Regions from separate parts of the Sus scrofa genome. Here region 1 is linked to region 2. The links are chromatin contacts, called in public Hi-C maps. All regions are on one chromosome and are shown on one strand. Each heading gives the region's core, a stretch centred on a gene start, on an enhancer-like site or on the middle of the called end of the contact. The rest is flanking DNA. Distances are from core to core; before and after follow the strand shown.

Evidence for each region. A called contact is a pair of places that touch in the nucleus more often than the background predicts.
Region 1: a Hi-C map of brain shows a contact between it and region 2, with 4 times the contacts expected there. The contact joins the promoter of MED7 here to the promoter of CYFIP2 in region 2. A contact is called at or near these places in 3 of 47 Hi-C or Micro-C datasets (blood, brain and embryonic fibroblasts) and 1 of 2 datasets of contacts at active chromatin or transcription factors (alveolar macrophages).

The regions. Positions count from the first base shown.
Region 1 is chr16:66,110,077-66,117,269 of Sscrofa11.1, reverse strand. MED7 (mediator complex subunit 7) reads right to left here and starts at 2,428. Exons shown (of 2, transcript NM_001044615.1): 1 at 2,395-2,428. The region is part of intron 3 of FAM71B (protein FAM71B); the gene reads right to left.
Region 2 is chr16:65,998,504-66,004,911 of Sscrofa11.1, reverse strand. CYFIP2 (cytoplasmic FMR1-interacting protein 2) reads left to right here and starts at 3,340. Exons shown (of 31, transcript XM_021076694.1): 1 at 3,340-3,474.

The DNA of each region.
Region 1 (7,193 bases), core at 1,179-3,678, 110 kb before region 2:
CAGTATTCTTATACAATTCTTTACACCAACCTCTCCTGCCTTTGGGTCTTTCCATATGATTTTCTTCCTGCTTCAGGCACTAGCTTAAAATTGTCACCTCTAAAGATATTACTTCTCTGATTATTCATCAAAAACAGATTCTTCCTTTCCTCTTTTACTCTCTGTACCAGAATCTGATTTGTTGCCCCAGTCAGACTATAAGCTACAAGGGGAAGGACTATAACTATCACAGCTCTCACTGTGTCAATTGCGCACAAAAGCTTCATAAATATTTGCTGGTAGCTCCATTCATTTCAAAAGGGTTCCAAACCAGTGGAAATTTGGAAGTAGGTACAAACATCTTTAACATGCATTTATTCCTTCAAACATTTACTGTTTGTCTAATATATGATAATGATGATTATGACAGATAATATTTGTAGTGTATACTATGTGCCAGACACTGTTCTTAATTACTTTTCTCATGGTTATGAGAAATCTAAGAAAAGAAAAGTGCTCTTTCCAATTTGGAGATGAGACCACTGTGGCTCAGAAAGGTTGACCCACTTCTATAAAGTCACAGAGTAAAGGAAGGATCCAGAGTCTGAGAATGTCAAACACTACACCATTCTCTCTCTTAAGAAACACTGCCTCCATCCTAGCGTTGCTTAAAAATCTATCAAGGAAAATGGACAACAGATAACTACACGGCTTAAGGGTGCTACAAAAGACCAACAGATCTGACTACCAAAAACAAATCTAAAAACCATATAGAAAAGTATATCATAAACGAAATTAAAAAACAATCCCATTTTTCTGGGAGAAGAATGCTTGCAAGCTAACAAAGGACAAATACTAGGAATTTAATTTTGATTTTTTTACTGACTCCATCCCCACAAGAAGAAAAGCACTACGACTTCAGGAACTGTCTGTCTTATTCAAAAATGTACCTCCAGTATTTCAAGCAATGCCTAGAAGGTGCTAAATCCTCAATAAAGATTCAATGAGTTGTGGTTGTTTTTAACCTATATTTTTAAAAATTAATAGAAAAACAGGCAAAAGATGACAAAGAAAATGGAAATGTGAATAAAAGCTTGAAAACATTCAGACTAATGCACCGTTAAAAGCAAATTTTAAAAAGGATCCTTCCCATCTAACAGACTATTAAGATTTCAACTATTCCATCATTCAACAAACATCAGAACACCTTCCATGCAGTGGGCCCTGGATCCCGGACCTGGGGCTCCCAGAACACTCCCCTTCCTCTCGGTGCCCTCAGAGTGGCCGTCTCAATTTTAGAAGCAGGTTTCCCAATTTCAGAAGCAGGCTAGGGGTCAATTCCGAGCTACCGCTGGCGGCCAATGCCACGGCTCACCACAAGGCCAAATCCTTAACCCACTGAGTGGGCCAGGAGTCGAACCCGCAACCTCATGGTTCCAGGTCGGATTCCTCTCCGCTGCGCCACGACGGGAACTCCAGTATCACTGTTTTATACCCTCCCTTACTTAAGCTTCGTAATATTTCTGTGAGTTTAATACCACTATCGATTTCATTTTAGAGCTGATAATTACAAGTCTGTCTCATTGAGAGGGAGTGTCTGCAACCAGATCAAAAAGCTAATAAATGGCAGAGCAGGAATTCTTATCTAGGTCCTTTTTGTTGCACCATCAAGCTCTCTCAAATCAGTGAAGTACCAAGAGCCTAACAATACAAAAAAAACTTGATATACTACAGAAATTATGTTTCTCTCTCCATCACTTCTCTCAGCTGAACTTGTCAAAAGCGATGGAAGTCTCTGGTAAAACCAGCGCCAGGCATCACAGGTGGTGATCAGATTGAAGATCCACCTTTCAGTGTCTGTTTCGTTTTGGAGGACTTAACTAAAACAGAAAGGTATTCCAGGGTGCCAGTCCCAGAGGTTTTGCTCACTTCTCTACTGTGAAGGGGGACGCTTAAAAGCTGCCTTCAAAACCTCTCTGGATGATCTGATGATGAGGCTATAGTTCTACCTCCTTCCCAGCCTCCCACTATTTCATGTGATTAGAGGACTGATCCCCGAGGGAGGGTTGGTTATCTCATAAAGCCGGAGGGGCCAAGAGACTTGCAGAGGCTACACAAACCAGCGGCACACGACTGGAACTCAGCTCCCCGGACCTCCGGCGCAGCTCGAGATCCCGACTCGGAAGCAGCCCGCAGCCCACTGCGCGGAGAGCACCTTCCTCCAGGCGCTCTACCCGGCGGCTCCGCGGGGGTCGGGGAGGCCGCGCTCCCCGAAGGGCGCGGGAGAGGAAGGTGGGCGAGCACACTATGCGCCAAGCCTCCCACCACTCCCAGCCCGCCGGGAGGAAGCGGCGGGGTCCGGAAGGAGAAATGCAGCGGACGGAACCGAGCCCCAAGTCGTCGCCGCCCACTCACCTCGGTACTGGGTTTACACTGGTAACCGCCTTCGCCACCACAGCCGAAGTCCAACTTCCGGCCTCCTCTTCCCGGAAGAAGCTACTGGTGCTGTCTCTTGACTGGCGGAAAGAGCTGTCCTTTAACCCAGGCTCTAGTCCCGCCTCAGACCGATGGCTCGCTATTGCGCCTGCGCATAACCTCCTCTCTCCCCGCTCTTTCCGCGATTTGGCGGCAGCCGCAGGGTTTGGGGTGTTGGAGTCTTTTCTTGTGCTTTTTCTATCAGTAGCAGTGGCACGTGGTAGCGTCGTTTCTTTTTTTGCTGTTTTTTTTTAACGCTTAAAATTAAAGCATCCATATGCCTTACATAAACTTTAAAAAATAGAGACAAGCAGCTATTTTTAAACGTTACATTTAAAAAAATGTTACCCCACTGTCAAAAACAACATTTAAATAAATACATAAATAAATAATTTTAAAAATAACCTTAAGAAATGAGATTGGACTCCACATGCTGGAAATAATTTGGAACATGGAAATCTTAATCTCGAAATATGTGTGAAAATGGTTGGGAAGCAACATATTCTTAATTTATATTTCTTCACCGTCCATTCAGTTTTATTCACGTATTCAGATTCTGTTACATTTCCAGGCAACAAATTAACAAGCATAAAACAAAACGATATGTAAGAGTTTCTTCTGGAGGCGACTTTCAAGAAGTGCTACACATTTCTAAATTTGTGGGAATCTTACAAAAAAGCATGCTACCAAGACACGGCTCGGATCCCGCCTTGCTGTGGCCCTGGCTTACGCTGGCAGCTACAGCTCCAATTGGACTCCTAGCCTGGAAACCTCCATATGCAGTGGGTGCAGCCCTAAAAAGACAGAAAGACAAAAAAAAAAAAAAAAAAAAAAAAAAGATTTTTTTATTCCAGTTTTTAAAACTTACTATGAAGCGTTCCAAACATATATAGAAGTAGAGAATAGTCTCTACTTTCAATTTCAATAATTATCTACCTATAGACATTATTTCAGTTCAGTATGCATTTCTGAAAGATAAAGACTTGTTTGGGGGTTTTATTGTTGTTTTCATTGAACCACAGAACCACTGTCTCATTTAAAAATAAGTTAATAACTTGATTTAGTTTCATCAATGAAATCAGTATGAAAATACCAAATGTCTGAAGATGCAATGAAGTCTTTTGTGACTAGCTGATGTATCTTTTTATTATCTTTTTTTTTTTTTTTTTTTTTTTGGCTTTTTAGGGCCACACTCCAGGGCATATGGAGGTTCCCAGGCTAGGGGTCTAATTGGAACTGTAGCTGCTGACCTAGACCACAGCCACAGCAATGCAAGATCCAAGCCACGTCTGTGAACTACACCAGAGCTCAGGGCAAAGCTGGATCCTTAACCCACTGGGCAAGATCAGGGATCAAACTTTCATCCTCACAGATGCTAGTCAGGTTCATTAACTGCTGAGCCACAATGGGAACTCCTCTTTCTATTATCTTTTAATCTATAGTTTCCTTCCTCCATTTCAGTCCCCCCCCCCACACACATCAATTTATTTGTTGAAGAAATATGTTCACTTTTTTTTTGTTTTCGTTTTTTGGCTTTTTGACTTTTTAGGGCCACACTTGTGGCACATGGAGGTTCACAGGCTAGGGGCTGAATGAGAGCTACAGCTGCTGGCCTATGCCACAGCCACAACAACTTGGGATCCGAGCTGCGTCTGCAACCTACACCACAGCTCACGGCAACGCTGGATCCTTAACCCACTGAGCAAGGGCAGGGACCGAACCCGCAACCTCATGGTTCCTAGTCGGATTCGTTAACCGCTGAGCCACAGCAGGAACTCTGAAACATGTTCACTTTTGATCGTACTCCATTCAGGCTTTTCTCCCTTCCCTGAGACCAACGTGACCTACATGGTGTCCTCTAAGGGTTTTGTTTTTGTTTTTGTTTTTGTTTGTTTGTTTGTTTTTTGTGTGGAAGTTCCTGGACCAGAATCAAAACTGCAGCACAGCAGCAACCTGAGAGGCTGGAGTGAGAACACCAGATCCTTAACCCTTTGTACCACAAGGGATCTCCCTCCAATGGGCATTCTTAGTCCTCATTTTATTCTACTCTCAGCAGCCTTTGGCACATTCAATCATTCGAATTGCCCCAGGACTCAGTTCTCAGTTCTTAGCGGGATATTCTCTAGGTGATGCTACGCAGGTGATATCCAGGAAGAGGCAACATCCTCTCTTTTGCACTCAGACCCTTTTATTCAAAAGTATTACACATCTTCACTCAGTTGCAACTTGACTCAATTGCAAAGGCTCAAATCCAAATATTCATCTTTTACTCCTCTTTCTCCCATACTCCCCACTACCACACCAGCCTTTTGTATTAGTTCTATGTGGAAATAAGTACAAGTCCCAAATAGAATTCATTTTCACCAACCCCACTGCCTGGGTCCTCATTCATGCCACCACCATTTCCCCTGGACTTCTGAAATAGCCTCCTACATAGCTTCCTTGCTATCACTTTTGTCTATCCTTCCTTAGCCTACTTACCACACTATCTTAAAATACAAGATAGATCTGACCACTCTATTCAGAGTTCTCCAAGATTTTCTATCACACAACAAAATCTGCTATCCTCACCATGACCTATATAAGGTGCCACAAAATCTAGTCCTTGTCTACCTCTCTGATAACATTTCTTACCATTTTTTTCCATGCTCACATTTTTCTAGCTACAGAATTTCTTTCTCTCAAAATTGTCAAGCATACTTCTGCTTTAGGGCCATTGCATTTGCCTGGAATTCTCTCTCCAAAGATATTCACATGCTTCACTTCCTCACTTCATGCAGGTCTCTGGTCAAATATGACCTTAGAGGGGTCTTCCCTGGTCACTCTATATAAAGTAGCATGCTCCAATCATTCTCTTGGGGAATATCCCAATCCCCTTACTGTGCATTATCTTTCCTTCATAGAACTGATATCACCTGATATCATATTATATAATGTATAAATTTCTTTTTATTGTCTTTCTTCGCCATCAAAATAAATTTATGAGCATAGAGTGTTCATTTTATTCACTGCTGCATCCTTAGCACTTAGTACCTACAATTGGGAAGTGCCAAATGAACATCTATTGAATAAGTTACAAAATGAATATAATCAATAACAGAATAGTAGATAATCATAAGTGACAAAATGAACATCTGTTGAATAAGTAATAAAATGAATATAAAATTTCACGTGAATTCACAGTGTGACATTGATGGATAAACCAGGGTCTATTTAGCCCAAGCCCCATTGTGTGAAATTGTCTTCATCCCAACTTTTGCCACTGTAAATACACCGGATGAGCATCCTGGTTCCTGGTGTGTATATGTTTCTGTATGTGTTCAATATTTTCCTTGAAATAAATTTCTAGAAATGGAATTCTGGACCCAAAGGTGCAGTGTCTTGGTTAGTGGCAAGATCGAGGTTAGAATCTGGGACTCTTGACTCTAAGTCTAGTGTTCTTTGCAAGTGAATAATGGTATGAAATTCAAATCATGAGGGGGACTAGTGAAAATACGGTATATAATAAATGTTTGCTTATGTGGCTCTACTTTCAAAATCTGAATATAAAGTTTATTCCTTAAAGATGCCTTGTATAACTTCACAAGGACTACATCCATTCAACAAATCTTTATTGCATCTCCTGTGCCAAGTACTGTTCTAGAAAATAAAAATAACTGAAAAAAGGCTTGTCTTCTAATGGAGAGACACAGACAACAACATGCAAGCAAGTAAGAATTTCAGACAGTGATAAGGGCTATGGGGAAAAAATAATACAAAATAATGTGATAGCTATGCAGGTTAGGGTATGGCTAATTTCTAAAAGGTGATCAGGGTAGCACCTCTGCTAGGAGGTAGCTTTAGAGCTAAGACATGAGTGATGAGAAGGAGTCAACTGTGCAAATATCCTGGAGAAACCTAAGTGCAAAGAACCTGAGGCTGCCATAATCTTTCTGAGTTAGAGAGACAGGAAGGGAGCCTGTGTAGTCCACATCTAAGGAGCAAAGGGAGAGTGGGAAGAGATGCAGGGGCAGTAACAGACAGGAGTAACTAGCATCGTGCCTGTTGTAGGAGCTTGGCACATTATAAAGAACATCATTTTTATCATTCAGACCTAGGTGGCAAACAGAAATTTTCACATCTTTTCTCTATCCTATTGGTTTTTTTTTTAAGGTTAGGTTTAATGAGGTGTAATTCACATAACAGTAAAATTAACTTATAGATGAACAGTTCAATGAGTTCTGATTAGTATATACTGTCATATAAATACTACCACCACCAGAATTAGGGTACAGAATACTGCCATTACTCCAAGCAATTCCTTTCCTCTTCATATTCAGTCCCCTCCCTCACCCCAGGCCCTAGTAACCACTGATTTGATTTCTGTTCCTATAGTTTTGCATTTTCCAGAATGGCATAGAAATGGAATCATGCAGTATGTAGACTTTAGTGTCTGTATTCTTTTTTTTGTCTTTTGTTGTTGTTGTTGCTATTTCTTGGGCCGCTCCCGCAGCATATGGAGGTTCCCAGGCTAGGGGTCCAATCGGAGCTGTAGCCACCGGCCTACGCCAGAGGCACAGCAACGCAGGATCCGAGCCGCGTCTGCAACCTACACCACAGCGCACGGCAACGCCGGATCGTTAACCCACTGAGCAAGGGCAGGGATCGAACCCGCAACCTCATGGTTCCTAGTCGGATTCGTTAACCACTGCGCCACGACGGGAACTCCTAGTGTCTGTATTCTTTCATGTTGCATCAAA
Region 2 (6,408 bases), core at 2,091-4,590:
TTTACTCAGAGGATAATTTTGAATATTAGCTAAGAGTGCAGTAGGTAAATGTTAGCCATCATTATTAATATTAATACTTATGTTTTCTCTCTCCATAACCAATTCTTATGCCCATTCCAGATGCTCCACTCTTGGTTTCTATGAAGCAGGGTCTGCCAATGGATTTTAAATGGAACCTTAGATTTTGTGATTGATTTTGGGCTTTTCTAAAAACAAGGCAATGTTGCCACATACGGAACCATAACACGTGGCCCACAGCTTTGTAGGTGGCAAAGCAATTCTCGCCTGATAGCTATGATCCTCTCCTTGGTGAAGGGGCAGCCTGGGGCTGGATAGGAAGGATATCTAAGCAGCACACAGATGACTTCAAATTTGAATGGCAATGTGTAAACCAAGCTTTTGCTTTTGATTTTTATTCAACCCACTTTTACGATTAATTGTATTATTTCACATAATAGAACACCTCTCATGTGCTAGGCTCTGAGAATGTAATGGGGAACAAGACACATCTCTGCTCTCTTAGATTTTATGCTTGAATGGTGGTATGCAGGTTAAGTGTGTCAACAATTACAAGACAGCATAACAAGTGGTAGGGTAGAGGAAGCCCAGGGAGCTATGGATGCAAGGACAGCCTACCCTAACCCAACCCCAACATGGACAGGTCATGGAGGCAGTGACAACTATGCAGATCCCAGAAGGATGAATAGAAGTTAGGCAGTATTGTTGGGGGGAAGGTCTGGAAGGGACAGGGAAAGGAAGAGCGATCACTCCAAGCAAAAAAGCCCAGCTTGTGCCAGGGCCACGTGCAAGAGAGAACCCAGTAAGTTTGGGGAATGAAAGACTCCTAGATGAAGCACAGTGAGTTTTCTCGAAGCAGAAGAGACTGAAGAGGCAGATGTCAGATCATGGAGACCCTTGTAAGCCATGGTAAGGAGTTCTGGCTCCATCCTGAGAGCGGTGAGGAGTTAGCAAAAGGCATTAAGCATGGCGGGGACAAGTCTTTTGTTTTCACTCATGCAATTTTCTACCCACAGAGGGACCTTTGAGTATATCCAACCTACTTCCCTTTATAGATGGAGAAAGAGAGGTGAAATGACTTGTCTAACATCACTTGGTTGCAAAACCCGGACCAAAAGGCGAACCTCTAGATTTCTAACACAGTAGTTTCAACAAGACCGTATTACTTCCTCTTATAACCAAACAATTCAAGGGGGCAGTGAATTATTTTTGCCTAAGATCTAACCCAGTATATACATAACTGTCTCTTTTTGTTGTTGTTTGTCTTTTTGCCTTTTCTAGGGCCGATCCTGCGGCATATGGAGGTTTCCAGGCTAGGGGTCTAATTGGAGCTGAAGCTGCCAGCCTATGCCACAGGCACAGCAACGCAGGATCTGAGCCGCATCTGCGACCTACACCACAGCTTATGGAAAAACCGGATCCTTAACCCGCTGAGCGAGGCCGGGGATCAAACCCGCAACCTCATGGTTCCTAGTCCGATTTGTTAACCATTGAGCCACAACAGGAACTCCCTGTTGTTGTTCTTTTTAAGCAACACATTCCTGCAAAGTGAAAAGACAAGGAAGGAGCCACAGGGAGAAATACATCTTCCATAAATCTACAACATCTGAAATAATATGCCATTTAGAATGAAAATCCAATCTCTCATTGTTAAATACTTGTAATCACTGACACCCCAAATCCCAAGGATCACAGTTGAAAAATTAAAAAAAAAAAAAAGGGGGGGGGAGGATCTTGCTGCGGTTCAGCAGTAACAAACCCAACTAGTATCCATGAGCATGTGGGTTTGATCCCTGGCCTTACTCAGTGTGTTAAGGATCCAGCATTGCCATGAGCTGTGGTGTAGGTTGCAGATGCAGCTTGGATATGGAGTTGCTGTGGCTGTAGCATAGACCTGCAGCTACATCTCTGATTTGACCCCTAGCTTGGGAACTTTCACATGTCATGGGTGGGGCCCTAAAAAGACACACACAAAAAAGGAAACCTCAGTTCTCTTTTTAAAGCCATCCTCCACAAACACCCCCACAGCTTTCTCACATGGCATCAGGGACAGAAATGTATATGTATACATAAGTCATCCTTTCTGAAATAGAGATTTAAATTAGAATGAGTGATGTAACATCAAACCACAAAGGATCATGAATCCTGAGCACTCGGGAAAGGATGTGAGATCAGCGAGGACAAAGACTTATACAAGTCCTTTGCTGAGTGTTGAGTAATGTGGCTCCTCTATAAATAACCCTTGATAGGAAGAGCTGAGTGATGAACTTTACATTTGCAAGCCCCTCAGATATATTTCAGGAAAGTTCCCTTGTAGCAAGACTTTACCCCCTAACTTTAAAACATCTCAAATGATTTCAAATCATTTACCTTGTGAAGTAGGAAAGGCAACGATTATTCCCCACATTTTAGATGTGGTGGCATCTCAGGAACAGAGTGGTGAAGTGACTTGCTCAGGGGTCCCAAGGTTGGAATTAGGTGTTGTCTGACTTCCACCTGGTTTGAGGCCCCGCCAGGATGCATTTCAATGTGAACCATTTCTTTGGAGGGCCCTAAATGGCAAATAAGTCTTGAAGAGAAAAGTGCCTGTCCTCTCAATTCCTTCTCTAATTTCCGTCATCATGGATTTGCCTTTTTGTCCATTAGGCAATTAATTCTTCCTGAATGAAGTTGAGGCAGGCCTCTGCTTAAGAGATGGCAGCTTCAGGGATTCCACACCAAGGAAGTGAAAGAGAGAACCAGTAGGTATTCTTGAACAGAGGAGCAGCATTTGGGATCAGACTCCATTGGCAGAAGCCCTCTCCCCAACTCTCAGGTTTATTTTCTACCATTTCACCCTGTTTCTTTTTTTCTTTTTTTTTTTTTTTCCACAAAACGGTCTTTTAGCTGAAACTGGACATTTGCCAAGTTAATTTATGCCATGTATCTCCTGATAGATGATAAGCTCCAGAAGGGCAGAGACTCTGTCTTTTGCATACCCCAGTGCATACTCAGCTCCTGGCACGGTGCTTGGAACGAAAGAAGTGCTCGAAAAATATGCATTTGGAAATCATGTGAGATCAATGAGATCCTAATGGAGCCCAAAGGATCAGTCCTCCCACAAGCTGCAGGTGTGGTTCCTGGGTCTGAGGGGCCCGGGAAAATCCTCCCTAAGCGATGTAGCTGGCTCTCCTGGGGCGAGAGGTCCGGGTGCAGGTCTGGGATGCGCCAGCCGCGCTGAGGGACGCACCCAGAGCCCCTGGCCGCAGCCATTTCCTGCTCTTTGTGTGACAGGCGCGGCGGCGAAGGGGCGGGGTGCGGGGAACGGAGGAGGAGCCGCAGCGGATGGAGGGGCGGGGCCGAGGGCGGGCCCAAGCGCGGCGGCCGCCGAGCCGGGCCAGGCAGAGCATCCTGCGCCCCGGCGCGGGGCCCCCGCCGTATCCTCGGGCAGCTCCCCTAGACCTGCTGCAGACCCAGGTAAGCGGCGCTCGCAGGCCTCGGGGCCGGCGTGGAGACCGGGATGCTGCTGGGGATGTCGACGCAGCCGTAGAGATGCGCGAGGGGCTCGCACCCCTTCTCCCAGCGCCGTGGGGGTGCTCGGCGCGGCGGCCGGGCTAGCCCGGCCTGGGGGCCCCAAGAAGCTCCCAGAGGCCGGGCCTCGGGCCCAGCACAGCCCGCTGCCCCCTTTGGCCCACCCTAGTGCCTGAGGCGCGGACCGCCTTCGGGGAGGCACCGACGCATGGAGAAGCTGAGGCGCGGTGGCGGTGGCAGCAGCAGCAGGTGCGCGGCCTGGGCCGAAGCCACCCGCCTGGGAGGAAGCGGCGCTCCTGTCGAGCATCTGAAGCACCTGCAGCGGCCGCGAGGCCGGCGGTGGCGACCTCCCGGCGCCCAGGTACCGCAGAGCGCCGGCCACCGCCTCTGCTGCCGCCTCTGCCGCTGTAGCTACCATCACCTCCCCCAGGGCCAGCTAGAGCCGCCTGGGCCCGCCTGGCAGCCGCCTTGGACGCAGCGCGCCCTGTAGTGAACGTGAGATGGGTGGAGCAGGGGTCTCCGCAGCGTTGTTTCGGGGTGGGGGGCTTTAATGAGCGAGGAGGCAGGCCTGACCCGCTTTGAAGCCTTCTGGCCTAGCATCCTCTCCCTCTGGCTGGCTGGGGGCGGGGAGGAGGTGGGGGGAAGGGAAAGAGTGGTCTGATTCCTGGGGGAAAGGTTGGGTTTTATTTAGCTCTGTAGTGGCTTCTGCGTTGCAGGACAGCCGCCTCCCTCCAGGGGTATGCATCATCTGAAAAGGTATACAAGGGCAGTTCTCCGTGTGGCAGTGGGGGTGGGGGCGGGAAGCATGGTCTGGAGTAGGTTCTGTCTGGAAAACCTGACAGAGAAGGACACCGAGACTGCCCAGGTACCCTGCTCAGCCCAGGGAATCTGACTTTGACCTCTGCCTGTCTAGTTTCCCCACCATAGCAGTGCGACTCACCAAGGACTGATGGATGGGCCTTCAGCTCCCCTTACAGCGGGGCCCAGAAAGGGACAAGGTTATTTTCCTGTGGGCTTCTGGGCACTTGTGCCTTCGAGGCATGGTCAGAAAGGCTGGGGTAGCCCTGCAGGCATGAGGGGCAATCAGGAGAGTGCTGGTTCCCACCTCTCCCTTCCCACCTCCTGACTCTGTCACTTTTGCGCACGGGGGTGGGTAGGGGGGAAAAGGAGGGGTGTGGGGAGGCCGTCGATCTTACCTTACTCTTGGGCACAGGCGCTGTTGCAAGCCATGCTGGCAGCTGTGAAGATTATAGCTGCTGGAGGGCAAAAATCTAGGTCCATATCCCTGGACAGGGTGGTGAAGGCCTTGAAAGTTGTTTTCTCCATCAGAGCTTCTCTGCGATCCCTCCTGAGACCGCTCACCTCTGCTTCCACACAGTGCCCTGTGCTCCACCCCCACCCCCACCCCCACCCTATTCTCCTGTGCCAGAAATTGTTTTCAAGAAAGGAGCCAGTGAAGGCATTTATCCTCAAAGAGCCAAATACAAACAAATTTCCCATTAGACGCAGAGCAGGTGCTTTAGAAGTCATTTGACCAGAAAGGAAACAGAGGCTTAGAGGCATTTTAATGGGAAACAAAGCTTTTAGTAAATAATATTTCATATCTCTAACGGTGGAATTTCAGGCAGTGGGCTGGAAGTGGGAGTGGGGAACTGGGTCGCAATTTTGGGGAACAGCTCACTGAAATGACAGCTTTTAGCAGCTGTCAGTGCTGTTTGCTTGCTGCAAGGGCAGCTTTGGCCTTAAGGGCAGAAATACCATAGGAGTAGTGTGTGTGTCTGTGTGTGTGTGTGTAACTGGTCAGGGGTTACTGTCACTAGAAGGCATTGTTGAGCACTCAGTGTCTATTTGGAAGAGGTGAAACCTATAGAGAGTTACTTGTTGACACTGGCTGCCATCTGCCAGAGCAGCTACTAGGCCACAAGAAGAGTGTGTTGTTGCTCTCAAAGCCAGTTCCCCTGGCTAGTTCTGCAGGCTGAGCCTCTGGCTGGGGGCATTAGCGTGCTGTTCACTAAGCTTCTTTATTATATTTCCTGGCCAGTTCTGACTGGTTCTGTAGGCACCCAGGCCTGCCTTGTTCAGTACCTGCTGGAAATGGAAAAGGAAAAACTTGTAGGCATTAGACCGAGAGTGGGATATGAAGTCCACCAGGATAGGAGAGTTTTACTCAAAGCCAATCAGAGTCTGGCGCAGAGAAGAAAGTAGACAAGAATTTAAAGACTGGAAAAGGATCTTGGGGGAATAGTACATGTCCTATCTGAAATATTGTGCCCTCTCGGGCATGCAGTGGGCCTCTGCTGCTGTCACTGAGTGGCAAGGCGAATTAGGTGATGAATAGGCAACAGCTAATTAGCATTGGGAACAGCACTCCTGGAAAATAGTGCCGAGAGCTCCAGTCCCCACATTTGAGGATCAGCCTATACTCTCAAAGAGGTTTCTCTTGGCCACTGTTGGTCCCAGGGTTCCGCCCAGAGCTGCGCAAAATGGCCTTTTATAGCCTCCATGTGGCCACCATAACAATGAGTCTATTTCTTTACTGGCATGTATTAATTATTCACTTGTAGTTGACGAAACCAGACAGCAGTCCCCTCACTGGAGCCTTTGTAAAAGGCCTCGGGTCTTATTGTCCTGAGGAGCAAAGCCAAGTCTAGGGTCCAGAGGATGGATCCTGCATTAGTCGTGGAGATGGGGCAAGGGGGGGCGGAGCATGCAGTTACCTTGAGCAGAGACACCTGTGCCATCAGTGGTGGGGAAGGATGCTCTTATTAAATAAGGGATGCCGCAAAGTGCCTAGCACATAGTGTGTACTATTATATTTATGTGTTTATTGTTATAATGCATTAATTACATAATCATGAAGAATGTGGCTCATGTCACCTT